2 separate regions of the Mus musculus genome follow, and region 1 is linked to region 2. A link is a contact called in public HiChIP or PLAC-seq data. All regions are on one chromosome and are shown on one strand. The core of a region is the stretch at or near the end of the contact, and the rest is flanking DNA. Distances in the headings are between cores, read along the strand shown. Region 1 has its middle 12 kb from the start of Gm22140. Region 2 holds the start of Fut10 (fucosyltransferase 10).

Evidence for each region. HiChIP or PLAC-seq counts read pairs in DNA pulled down with a chosen protein or histone mark.
Region 1: a contact with region 2 is called in a FOXA1 HiChIP or PLAC-seq map of pancreatic cancer cells. The contact joins the enhancer-like site here to the promoter of Fut10 in region 2. A contact is called at or near these places in 4 of 39 promoter capture datasets (the 3T3-L1 cell line, hippocampal neurons and liver) and 2 of 115 datasets of contacts at active chromatin or transcription factors (extraembryonic endoderm stem cells and pancreatic cancer cells).

The regions. Positions count from the first base shown.
Region 1 is chr8:32,195,458-32,201,624 of GRCm38.p6, reverse strand. It overlaps a transcript of Nrg1 not described here. Among named protein-coding and RNA genes, the nearest start is that of Gm22140, 12 kb to the right of the region's middle. Within about 2 kb of position 1,329, at least 38 of the 459 cell types and tissues checked have an H3K27ac peak or open chromatin away from gene starts, as enhancers often do. A contact at or near this core is called in extraembryonic endoderm stem cells and pancreatic cancer cells, where this site is marked.
Region 2 is chr8:31,182,245-31,188,791 of GRCm38.p6, reverse strand. Fut10 (fucosyltransferase 10) reads right to left here and starts at 1,461. Exons shown (of 5, transcript NM_001012517.5): 1 at 1,330-1,461.

The DNA.
Region 1 (6,167 bases), core at 80-2,579, 1.0 Mb before region 2:
AGATGGAATTGCAATAGCTTGCCTGTATCATTTTACACCCACGCAGACATAGCGGGACTGTATCATGTCCTTTTCATCGTGGCTGTCACACATCATCCTGTTCTCAGAGTTGTCTATTTGGGAAATCCTCAAAAACCTGTGTGTGTTCTTCTACGTATATGCTTTATATCCATGAAAATGGAAATCACTGGCATTTGAAAATGTGGTTGTATTAAATGTAATATTCTGCATGTTGATTTTTCTCACTTTACAGTTGATCCAGATCACATGGCAAAATCCATAAGCATTCTTTACCTGCCCCACGGCATTCCTTATACAGCACACATGTACCACATGCGTCCAGTTGTTTCCTTAGCTTGCAGGAGTTCTCTTAAATCGTTATGCTTTGGGCAGTATGCTGGGCATGTTAGGGCAACTTTAGTAAATATGAGAGGTTTTAAAACACTTAAAGTAGAATTTTAGAAAAAAAAAAACATATCCTCAAAGGATTGTTAATGTTTTAATTATAATTTCTATGAGTAAGGGAATAAGCAGAAAGTATGGGAAGAACTTACTACTTTAATAAAATTAAACAATTATCTATTCATTGTTATCTGATTAAAGCTAATTTCCCCCTGTACTCATTAAATCCTTTCCTAAGGAGATATACAATAGGACATTGTCACAAACACCACAGTCTCTAGACAGCTGAACTTTGGGATATAGTACCTACTATCCAATTCTTGTCTATGACAACATGTATAGAATATATATATTCTCTTCTTGCATACTGATTTCTAGCTGTGAAGTTCATTCTCTCTCTCTCCCTCCCCCTCCCCCCCTCCCCCTCCCCCCCTCCCCCACCTTTACAAGGTTTCTTTGTGTAGCCCTGACTGTCCTGGAACTAGCTCTTTAGACCAGTCTGGCCTCAAGGTCAGAGATCCACCTGTCTCTGCCTGCAGATTGCTGGGATTAAAGGTGCACTGCTGGCACAATCACTCTTCCTGCTGTGTTTTCCTGTGTGTCAAGCCTCAGCTTGGAATAAAGTCTCCACAGCCCCTCTGGGGACTTCTGTTCATCGACACTGAAGTACAATTTCCTCTGCAAATCTCTCATAGATCTTCTTTCCTGTTCTCCCTCATGTACAATGAATAACCTGTACCCCACATGGCCCCCACACACTCCATCCTCCGCTTTAGTACAATCCTTCCTTTAAACTCATCTATATCACATAGCAGACTTCACTTTCTTCTATTTGGAACGTGTCCTTTCCAACCTTTTCCAGAGTGGTCCTGTCTGGCATGCCTAAGGTGCTCTGCAGTGTTTGTTGACTGAGTAACAAAAGGCAGCAGAAGAATGTGTTGGATTGGAATTGTGAAAGCTTTCCACTTATCGCGAATATGGAAAGGCTCAGTGGAATCCTAGAGAAAATAATCCGAGAGCTGAGACTTTCCAGAGGGCACTTGCACGGAAAAGGAGGAGCAGAGCCTGATCAGAAGTTGAGTAAATATCCTCCAAGGCCCCTGATTATCCAGACATTGACAAAAGAAAGATTCTGCAAGGCCTGCCACTGTGTCCATGAGGAAGTCCTGGCTCAGATGATTCATGGTTAAATATTTGCATCTCTTCTAGCTAAGAAAAACAAAAGCTGTGGCATTCCATAGCCCTTAGGCATGTTAGATCTAGGGGCTTTGCCAGTTCTTTCTCCTTAGCAGTCGGTTACTAACGAGGCCCCACTTCATAAAAAAACGAAGGCATGAGAAATGGGAAGGAAGTTGAAGAGCAAGCTATCGGGTTGGAATTCAGAAAGTATATCAAGGCCAACAAAGTAATTGTGAAATTTGATTATTAATGTTTTGATACTTCGATAGACCTGTTTTCTGTTCTCCAGCAGAAACAAGCAAGATGAAGGATGGTAAATGTTTTGAGTAAAGAGAGGGGAAATATAGATAAGTTATTCCTCCAAATCTATCCAGTAAGCTGAGTGCACCGTCTCCAGATATCAACAATCAGGGTCAGAGTGGGTCTCCAAGTAAGCGGTACACTTGTTGATGGACACACTGAATGTATTTATCTCACGACAGCCTGAAAATTCCATGTTGTTATTTCCACTTCGGAGATAAGAAAATGGAGGGTAAGAAAAAAAAATAATTATCAGTAATTGAAGAAGTGAGGAGGACTTGAATTCAAGTAACAGAAAGAGAGGCAGTTAGCTAAGAGTTTCAGAATGTTATACTGTAAGATGTGCCACCAGTCGTAGGACCTTATGTACTTGCTACCAAAAAAATCTATTTTCAGCTCTATTCTTCAGGTTTAAGGTTTGGCTGGGAGGATGGGGGTCCAACATTGTTCATGGAAATCTTGCCCTTAGTATTAGAATCCATTTATAAACTTACGTGGATGAGCTTCTCAAATCCTTTCAGAAAACAATTTTTATTAAGATGTATAAACAAAAATTAATTCTGTGTGCCCCTCAGCTGTAAGGTTGGCAGAGTTCCTGAGCTTTAACTTAAAGCTCCTAAGCATTGTTAACATGGGACCAATTTCTTCCTTGGGCCATAAATATATAATTACTCATGTTTTGTTTTAATTTCACAGAGGTATACAAAATATCTTAAGCAAATCCACCACCTAATCCTTCCATGCAAAACCCAGTTTAATCTCCCTTTCCAACTTCAAGACTTTTTTGGAACCAGTACTGTCCACATGTGCACAGCTGTGGGATTATTCACAAAGGCACAGGCAACCTGTCAGTGGCCCCACCTCAAAGGAAAGTGAATCTCCTTGCTGTAGTAACCACGGGCTGCCAAGTGCTCCTTGGATGGGAATGGGGCCTCAGGAGCCCCTTGGGAGCCCTATCTAACCTCCATGCTTTCTTTCCTAAATGTTGTGTTTGAGAGCTGAAAGACCAAGAAAAAGATGTTCTGAAATCCTCCAAACTAAAACCCTCCCCAGTACTGGTACATATTATGAGAGTGCATGAAAATAGGATCCCGAATACTGCTCTTGATGGGATTCCTATTCCTTTACTATGTAGACAAGGTTAGGTTTCATGGATGTTATATGGAGACCACACTTTATGAACCTGGCTCTATTACTCTCTTGTTTTGGACCTTGGTCAGGACAAAAACCCTAAATGACTATATTTCCTTTGAGGCTCCATGACAGAGTAACTGAAAGAAACAAGTTATAAAAACCTTAATTTAGGCAGACAACCGGCCACCATCCGGACCAGAGGACAGGTGTCCGCCTGGCTTGGGAGGCGACCTCAGCCTCAGCAGCAGCGGTCGCCATCTTGGTTCCGGGACTCAGCAGAATTTAGGAAATTAGTCTGAACAGGTTAGAGGGTGCGCCAGAGAACCGGACAGCTTCTGGGACGGGCAGAAGCACAGAGCCGCTGAGGCAGCAGCCTGGGCGGGCCGCAGATAACCGGCCACCATCCGGACCAGAGGACAGGTGTCCGCCTGGCTCGGGAGACGGCCTCGGCCTCAGGAGCAGCGGTCACCATCTTGGTTCCAGGACTCCCTGGAACTTAGGATTTTAGTCTGCACAGGTGAGAGTCTGCACCACAGAAGCTGACAGCTTCTGGGAACTGCCAAAGCAACACAGCTTCTGAGAGAGGCCCTGTTTTGGGCCTTCTTCTTCGACCAGGAGGAGGTCCAAAAACAAGATATCTGCGCACCTTCCCTGTAAGAGAGCTTGCCAGCAGAGAGTGCTCTGAGCACTGAAACTCAGAGGAGAGAATCTGTCTCCCAGGTCTGCTGAGAGACGGTAACAGAATCACCAGAAGAACAATCTCTAAACAGAGTCAACTATAACTACTAACTCCAGAGATTACCAGATGGCGAAAGGTAAACGTAGGAATCCTACTAACAGGAACCAAGACCACTCACCATCATCAGAACCCAGTACTCCCACTTCGCCCAGTCCAGGGCACCCCAACACACCCGAAAACCTAGACCTAGATTTAAAAGCATATCTCATGATGATGGTAGAGGACATCAAGAAGGACTTTAATAAATCACTTAAAGAAATACAGGAGAACACTGCTAAAGAGTTACAAGTCCTTAAAGAAAAACAGGAAAACACAATCAAACAGGTAGAAGTCCTTACAGAAAAAGAGGAAAAAACATACAAACAGGTGATGGAAATGAACAAAACCATACTAGACCTAAAAAGGGAAGTAGAAACAATAAAGAAAACTCAAAGTGAGGCAACACTGGAGATAGAAACCCTAGGAAAGAAATCTGGAACCATAGATTTGAGCATCAGCAACAGAATACAAGAGATGGAAGAGAGAATCTCAGGTGCAGAAGATTCCATAGAGAACATCGGCACAACAATCAAAGAAAATGGAAAATGCAAAAAGATCCTAACTCAAAATATCCAGGAAATCCAGGACACAATGAGAAGACCAAACCTACGGATAATAGGAGTGGATGAGAATGAAGATTTTCAACTCAAAGGACCAGCAAACATCTTCAACAAAATTATTGAAGAAAACTTCCCAAATATAAAGAAAGAGATACCTATGAACATACAAGAAGCCTACAGAACTCCAAATAGACTGGACCAGAAAAGAAATTCCTCCCGACACATAATAATCAGAACAACAAATGCACTAAATAAAGATAGAATACTAAAAGCAGTAAGGGAAAAAGGTCAAGTAACATACAAAGGCAAGCCTATCAGAATTACACCAGATTTTTCACCAGAGACTATGAAAGCCAGAAGAGCCTGGACAGATGTTATACAGACACTAAAAGAACACAAATTCCAGCCCAGGCTACTATACCCAGCCAAACTCTCAATTACCATAGATGGAGAAACCAAAGTATTCCACGACAAAACCAAATTCTCACATTATCTCTCCACGAATCCAGCCCTTCAAAGGGTAATAACAGAAAAAAACCAATACAAGAACGGGAACAATGCCCTAGAAAAAACAAGAAGGTAATCCCCCAACAAACCTAAAAGAAGACAGCCACAAGAACAGAATGCCAACTTTAACAACAAAAATAACAGGAAGCAACAATTACTTTTCCTTAATATCTCTTAACATCAATGGTCTCAACTCCCCAATAAAAAGACATAGACTAACAAACTGGCTACACAAACAAGACCCAACATTTTGCTGTTTACAGGAGACACATCTCAGAGAAAAAGATAGACACTACCTCAGAATAAAAGGCTGGAAAACAATTTTCCAAGCAAATGGTATGAAGAAACAAGCTGGAGTAGCCATCCTAATATCTGATAAGATTGACTTCCAACCCAAAGTCATCAAAAAAGACAAGGAGGGGCACTTTGTTCTCATCAAAGGTAAAATCCTCCAAGAGGAACTCTCAATTCTGAATATCTATGCGCCAAATACAAGGGCAGCCACATTCATTAAAGAAACTTTAGTAAAGCTCAAAGCACACATTGCACCTCACACAATAATAGTGGGAGACTTCAACACACCACTTTCACCAATGGACAGATCATGGAAACAGAAACTAAACAGGGACACACTGAAACTAACAGAAGTGATGAAACAAATGGATCTGACAGATATCTACAGAACATTTTATCCTAAAACAAAAGGATATACCTTCTTCTCAGCACCTCATGGTACCTTCTCCAAAATTGACCACATAATAGGTCACAAAAAAGGCCTCAACAGATTCAAAAATATTGAAATTGTCCCATGTATCCTATCAGATCACCATGCACTAAGGCTGATCTTCAATAACAAAAAAAATAACAGAAAGCCAACACTCACGTGGAAACTGAACAACACTCTTCTCAATGATACCTTGGTCAAGGAAGGAATAAAGAAAGAAATTAAAGACTTTTTAGAGTTTAATGAAAATGAAGCCACAACGTACCCAAACCTTTGGGACACAATGAAAGCATTTCTAAGAGGGAAACTCATAGCTCTGAGTGCCTCCATGAAGAAACGGGAGAGAGCACATACTAGCAGCTTGACAACACATCTAAAAGCTCTAGAAAAAAAGGAAGCAAATTCACCCAAGAGGAGTAGACGGCAGGAAATAATCAAACTCAGGGGTGAAATCAACCAAGTGGAAACAAGAAGAACTATTCAAAGAATTAACCAAACGAGGAGTTGGTTCTTTGAGAAAATCAACAAGATAGATAAACCCTTAGCTAGACTCACTAGAGGGCACAGAGACAAAATCCTAATT
Region 2 (6,547 bases), core at 212-2,711:
GCCAAAAATGGTGGGGGGGGCGCTGTCATAGCCAAAATGACAGAGTTATATAGGGCAGAGCAACGGAGGGAAGGACTGCTCACCGGAGAAGTTTAGGGTAGAAGGCTGGGTATGCCAGCCAGGAGGACCCTGTAACTTGTAGGGACTGAGAGATGCTGGGAGAACATGACTGCCAAGCTACACTTTGATATGTTAATAGGGACCTCTGTTAGTCCTTTATCACAGGTTTGAGACCTAACAGCAGTGGAGCACTACAGACATCTTGGAAAGCATTTGAGAGGCAGCTCTAACCCTGAAACTGAGTATTCCGTTTGTTGCTAGCTGGAACACTCAGTGTTCAACAATGGGGTTGATTATTCGATGCAGAAACCAAGTCAGGCCCTACCTGAAAAGAACGCCATCTGAGAGTATCATGGAGCAAAGGGAAGCAAGATTCTAGTTTGTAGTATAATCTCTTCAGCAAGCCCGTGCGAGAAGTGGTGCATCTCATCTGAAGGAAGGAAGGCTGAATTTGAAGGCATTACGGTCCTGAGCATCAGCTAGCCTTATTCCAAATTGAACCTATCCGAGTTGGATGCACTGCACAAAACAAGTCAGTCTTCATCAATTATTCTAAGCGCTGTTTCAGGGCATCATATCAGTGCTTAGGAGGTAATCTATTAGAGCTGTTATGTTAAGAAAAAGACATTTTCTGTAAGATGTCCTATCAGTTAATGAATCCTGGAAAATCCCAATCAAATGTCATTTTAAAATCACAATATCTGTATCTTGTAATACGAAATGAGTCGTATTTTGAGTATCCTAATTGGGTGCAAAAAGCCTAAGACTTGTGTGTGGATAATCAAAACCCGTTCTTCCGGAGTCTCTTCCAAAGTATCTACTAAATGCACAATGTATCCACCTCAGGAAAGTCAAAACTGCTACTCGCTGGGCACAAGTTCAATCAACAAGTGTTTCAAGGGAGCAGCACCCAGGTGCGAGCCGCAATTCTCAGCACAGCAGGGCCTTGAGACTTTTGCCTGGGGCCTTGGGAAGGAAGCAGAGTTGCTGCCCCAGCTCTGCGCTAAATCAGACCCTCGGGGTACCGCGCTCCTCCCGGTTCCACGAGCCCAGGGCTCCGGGACCACGTGCTCCCTGCTGTGCTCTCAGCGGCCAGATAGGCTTGCGCCCCAGTTTCTGGTTCCAGAAAGCCGTGCTTAGGGTTTCTAGGATCCCACCCCCACCTCCTCCCAGCGGAGTCAGATGCTCCGCCAGGGCCCAGCAAAGTGTCTCGTCTTACACTCCGCTTCTGCACAGCGCCCCAGTCTCCACCGGCAGCAGGAGACTCACCTTAGGCATCAGGGCAGCAAAACAAGTCCCCAGCACTGTACCTCAACAATCCTCCAACAATCCTCGGGGGGATGCGGGACGCTCTACCCACTCCCCAGAGTCCTCACTTTCTATTTACGCGCCTGAGCTCTTGCGAAGACCCGGAGAAGACTCGATGGAATGGCAGGCGCAGCTCCCGGATCATCCCGCCGAAGTCAGCCTGCGAGATCCTAGATCCACGTTTTCGTGGATGCGGTGTTTAAAAGCTAGCGGTCCCGGCTTCAAAACACTTTGGACAGCCCCTTATTGGTACCTCTCCCGGCTATTGGCTCAGGAACGCATCAGGTCCTGGAAATTCTGGAAAGTACTCTATAAGAGCCCCTCTTGAAAGGAAGGGTACTGATGTCCTTTTAAGTCATAGGAGACTACGCTCACGAGCCAGGAGGAATGAAGCACAAAGTCAATTCCCAATTTTGTTAAACCAAGGCTCCCAGCAGGGGATTGCTTTGGTCTCAGTGTCTTAGACTGGCTTGTCTGCTGCAACTTCCCGGTGACCATGGGGCTGGGATACCTTGGTGACTAAGTCAGACCTCACTAATGAGATTCGACCTCTCATGCAAATGTAGGGGCACCCAGTTCCAAATACTATCAGTGTACATATTCAGATCATAACAGGTATGTTAGCCACGGCTAAGTGGAGAAAAACAGCATCTGAGATTGATTTCAATTTTTTATTTGGTTGGTTGGTTGAGTTGGGAGTTTTGAGACAGTTTCTTGAGACAGGGTTTCATGACAATGTAGCCCTGGCTGTTCTGAAGCCCTCTCTGTAGCTGGCCTCCAACTCAGAATGCCCTTGCCTTTATTTTATATAGTATCTCACTATGTAGCCCAGGCTGGTCCTCAACTCTTTATCCTTCTATCTCAGTCTCCTGAGTAGTGCTGGGATTAAAGGAATGCACTGCCTGGCTTGAAGTGAGCTGTCTTGGTTTCTTTGGGGGAGTGGAATTATTGGTTATTGGTTTTTGTTTGTTTGCTTGCTTTTTTTTTTTTTTTTTTTTTTGGACAAAGCCACTGTGGCACTGTGACACTGACCTGACCTTGGGACAATGTGGTGCACAATGGCTGGAGAAAAGAACAACAGTAATACTGCATTTATTTACCCAAATTAGTTACTGTAAGCTCTCTCAATACAGACTCATCGGTCGTTCCTGAGGCTGAAAGGTGGACAGTCAGAAAGTGTGTGACTGATCCTTAGGAAAACAAAATTTGTGCAGCTGAGAAATGACCTTATAATATTTGCTGTCTATAGTGCTGAGTATTAAATCCACAGGCATTGTGCTAAGCAGTTCCCGTACCCAGGCCTAAAGAATGTGCTTTACTCTAACAGGAATCTCAAATTTGAAGGGGTTTTATTATTATTATTATTATTATTATTATTATTATTATTATTATTAAAGTAATAAGAAGTTGGACCCGGTTGTTTTGAGGCATGCCTACAATCCCAGCACTCAAGTAGAGTGAGATAGAAGGCTAATGAGTTCGAGGCTAGCCTGGGCTACACAGAGGGACACTTCTAAACTACTTTTGAAAGTATACTGGTTGGTTTTGTTTGTTTGTTTGTTGGCCAACTTGGCACAAACTAGATTCAATTGGAAGGGTGAACCTTAACTAAGAAGATGTCTCCATCATATTGACCTGTAAACAAGTATGGGCCGGGGCGACATTTTCTTGGCTAAAGACTGATTTGGAAAGGCCCAGTATACTGTGGGATGTGCCACACACCATGTCTAAGAAGTTAGTCCTGGGAAGTACCAGAAAGGTAGCCAGAAGAGGAAGCCAGGAAGCAGAGTTCTCTCATGGCTTTTCCTTTAGGTCCTGTCTCAAGTTCCTGCCCTAACTTCTCTTCTAATGGACTATCAACTGTAAGGTGATAAAAACCTCTCCTCCCCAAGTTGTTTTTGCTCTTGTTGTTTTATCAGAACATCAGAAAGCATACTAGGACAAAAAGAGAGAAAACTGTTGTAACAGGCTGTAGAATATTCATGAGGCTTCATGCCGTTATGAAGTATGCACTAAAACTCTCCCCTCTAGCAACTTCCTGTACACTGAACTTTTATACCCGCTAGATCTGAGACCGAACTGTAACTGCACCCAATGGTATCCTTTAGCCTTGGGGGGGGGGGTGCAGGCAGATAGAACTTATTAAAACTAGGGGAAAAAACAAGTTCCAAAATGTGTCAGACTATAAATAAACCTAATCTGTTCTCCAGGATCTCCAGCCAGGAAAAGAGCCAGGGGTGAGGTTAGAAGACCCTTTGTACATGGCAGGTCTTTTCAGTTAAACAAAAAGCCAGAAGATGATAAGCATGTCGTCCCTACTCCACAGCAGCTTGGCATGCCCAAGGTAATACATCACAAATCTAGATAGAGAATTTTGTCGGGGGAGGTATGTACCCCGCTTCTGTCCAATGAGGTTTAAAATGAAGAGGCTGCAGAGACAGGAGCCTCACAGTGTTGTGTTGTGTTGTGTTTCTTTTGTTTTACATTTCACATAGTAAAAAATGCACCCAGCTTGGGTTTATAGGGACTGAAATTAAGTGCTGAAGAGAGAAAGAGAGGAGAGAGAGAGAATGAATCTCCACTATCCATGATGGAGCAGTACTAAGGCCCCTAGTGAAATGCCTCCCGGGACACCAGGCTGCTGGAGCAGGAATCACCCAGGAAGATTCAGACAGCAAGTATTTGGGGAGCACAGTTGGGGAAGTAGCCAAACTAGCATTAGAAAATAGATGAGGGGTCGGTCATCCCCCAGTAATTGCACAGAGCCTAATAAATAAATCATAGTTTGAGTCTCATTCATTTGAAGCTAGACAGGGATCAGCATAATTCATACTATTTTCCTGGGTTATTTACTAACCACACAATGGCAGACCCATGCTTGCAGTAGATGGCCAAAACAAACTGAACTCACTGGATTTTTTTTGTTGTTGTTATGGAATGGTTTGTATATGCTTGGCTCAGAGAGTGGCATGATTAGAAGGTATAGCCCTGTTGGAGTAGGTGTGTCACTGTGGGTGTGGGCTGTAAGGCTATCATCCTAACTGCCAGGAAGTCAGTATTCTGCTAGCAGCCTTCAGATGAAGATGTAGAACTCTTGGCTCCTCCAGCATCATGCCTGCCTGGATGCTGCCATGTTCCTGCCTTGAAGATAATGGACTAAATCTCTGAACTTGTAAGCCAGCCCCAATTAAATGTTGTCCTTATAAGAGTTGCCTTGGAATGGATACAGAAAATGTGGTACATTTACACAATGGAATACTACTCAGCTATTAAAAAGTATGAGTTTATGAAATTCCTAGGCAAATGGATGGACCTGGAGGGCATCATCCTGAGTGAGGTATCCCAATCACAAAAGAGCTCACATGATATGTACTCACTGATAAGTGGATATTAGCCCAGATACTTAGAATACCCAAGATATAAGATACAATTTGTGAAACACATGAAACTCAAGAAGAACGAAAACCAAAGTGTGGACACATTGCCCCTTCTTAGAATTGGGAACAAAACACCCATGGAAGGAGTTACAGAGACAAAGTTTGGAGCTGAGATGAAAGGATGGACCATCTAGAGACTGCCATATCCGGGGATCCATCCCATAATCAGCCTCCAAACGCTGACACCATTGCATACACTAGCAAGATTTTGCTGAAAGGACCCTGATACAGCTGTCTCTTGTGAGACTATGCCGGGGCCTAGCAAACACAGAAGTGGATGCTCACAGTCAGCTATTGGATGGATCACAGGGTCCCCAATGGAGGAGCCAGAGAAAGTACCCAAGGAGCTAAAGGGATCTGCAACCCTATAGGTGGAACAACAATATGAACTAACCAGTACCCCCGGGAGCTCGTGTCTCTAGCTTCATATGTACCAGAAGATGGCCTAGTCAGCCATCAGTGGAAAGAGAGGCCCATTGGTCATGCAAACTTTATATGCCTCAGTACAGGGGAACACCAGGGCCAAGAAGTGGGAGTGGGTGGGTAGAGGAGTGGTGGGGGGGAGGGTATGGGGGACTTGAAATGTAAATGAAGAACATACCTAAAAAAAAAAAAAAGAGTTGCCTTGGTCATGGCATCTGTTCACAGCAGTAAAGCCATAACTAAGACACTTTACAATGCTTTTGCTTATAGATGATATTTTCTGATTTCATTTTTATGGGTTTTCTGTGTGTGTGTGTCTTAGAGTTTGTATGTGTTTCTTATGCTTTCTCTTTTGGCTCTTCACACACACACACACTTGTTCATTTTATCCTACTCTGGTTGGTTTGTTTTTATTTTATATTTTTACTATTATTTAATATTATTATTATTTTAGATGCCTGTTTGCATTCAAAGAGAAGAGAGAAAATGTGTGGATTGGATGGGTAGGAAAGGAGGGAGAGGCTGAGAGAAAACCATAATCAGAATATGTTGCATGAAAAATATTTATTTTTAATTTGAAAAAAAAAAAACAAATATCAAAACAGATAGATGGATGAACGGAACATGGTGTTCACATAGAGTGGAATACTTTGTAGTCTCATCTTGTGGCCCAGGCTGGCCTTGAACTCACTGTGCTTCCCAAGAGGGTCTCAAACTGTAGCTCCTCCCACTTTCGTCTTAAAGTCCTCAGCTTCCAGGTGTATACCATCAGGCATCGGGCCCAGCTATCATGTATATTTTTGAGGTTTCCATTGTACGTCTTAGCCTTTAACAGCTGAGCTATCTCTCTAGCCCTATTTTTCATATTTTAAAGGAACTGAAATTCCAATTCATGCTACAAAATAGATACTTGCAAGCGCGAAGAAAAAATACTATGTAATTCTATTAATTCAAAATTCATAGGAACATAAAGTAAAATAAAATTCGCTCATGTGTGGAGTCAGAGAGCACTGGGGATGTTTTGTTTAACAGAGAGTGTCAGTTTGGGCTGATGAGAGACTTCTGAGGGTGGAGGGATGGTGGTGACTGCTCTTCACTAATGTGTATTTACTTAATGACGCTGCTCTGTACACTTTCACTGAATAAAGTGATAAGCCTTCTATATGTTTCATCGCCATGAAAAATGGCTTAAAATTTAGCCCCCAATGTTCAAAGATAAACAGGTTTCTTATTTGTCAGTGCCCACCACTTGACGACAGTGTGAAGCGAAGGCCTTGCTGGAGTTCTGTTTTGTGTAGATGCATCTGTGCGTATTTCTT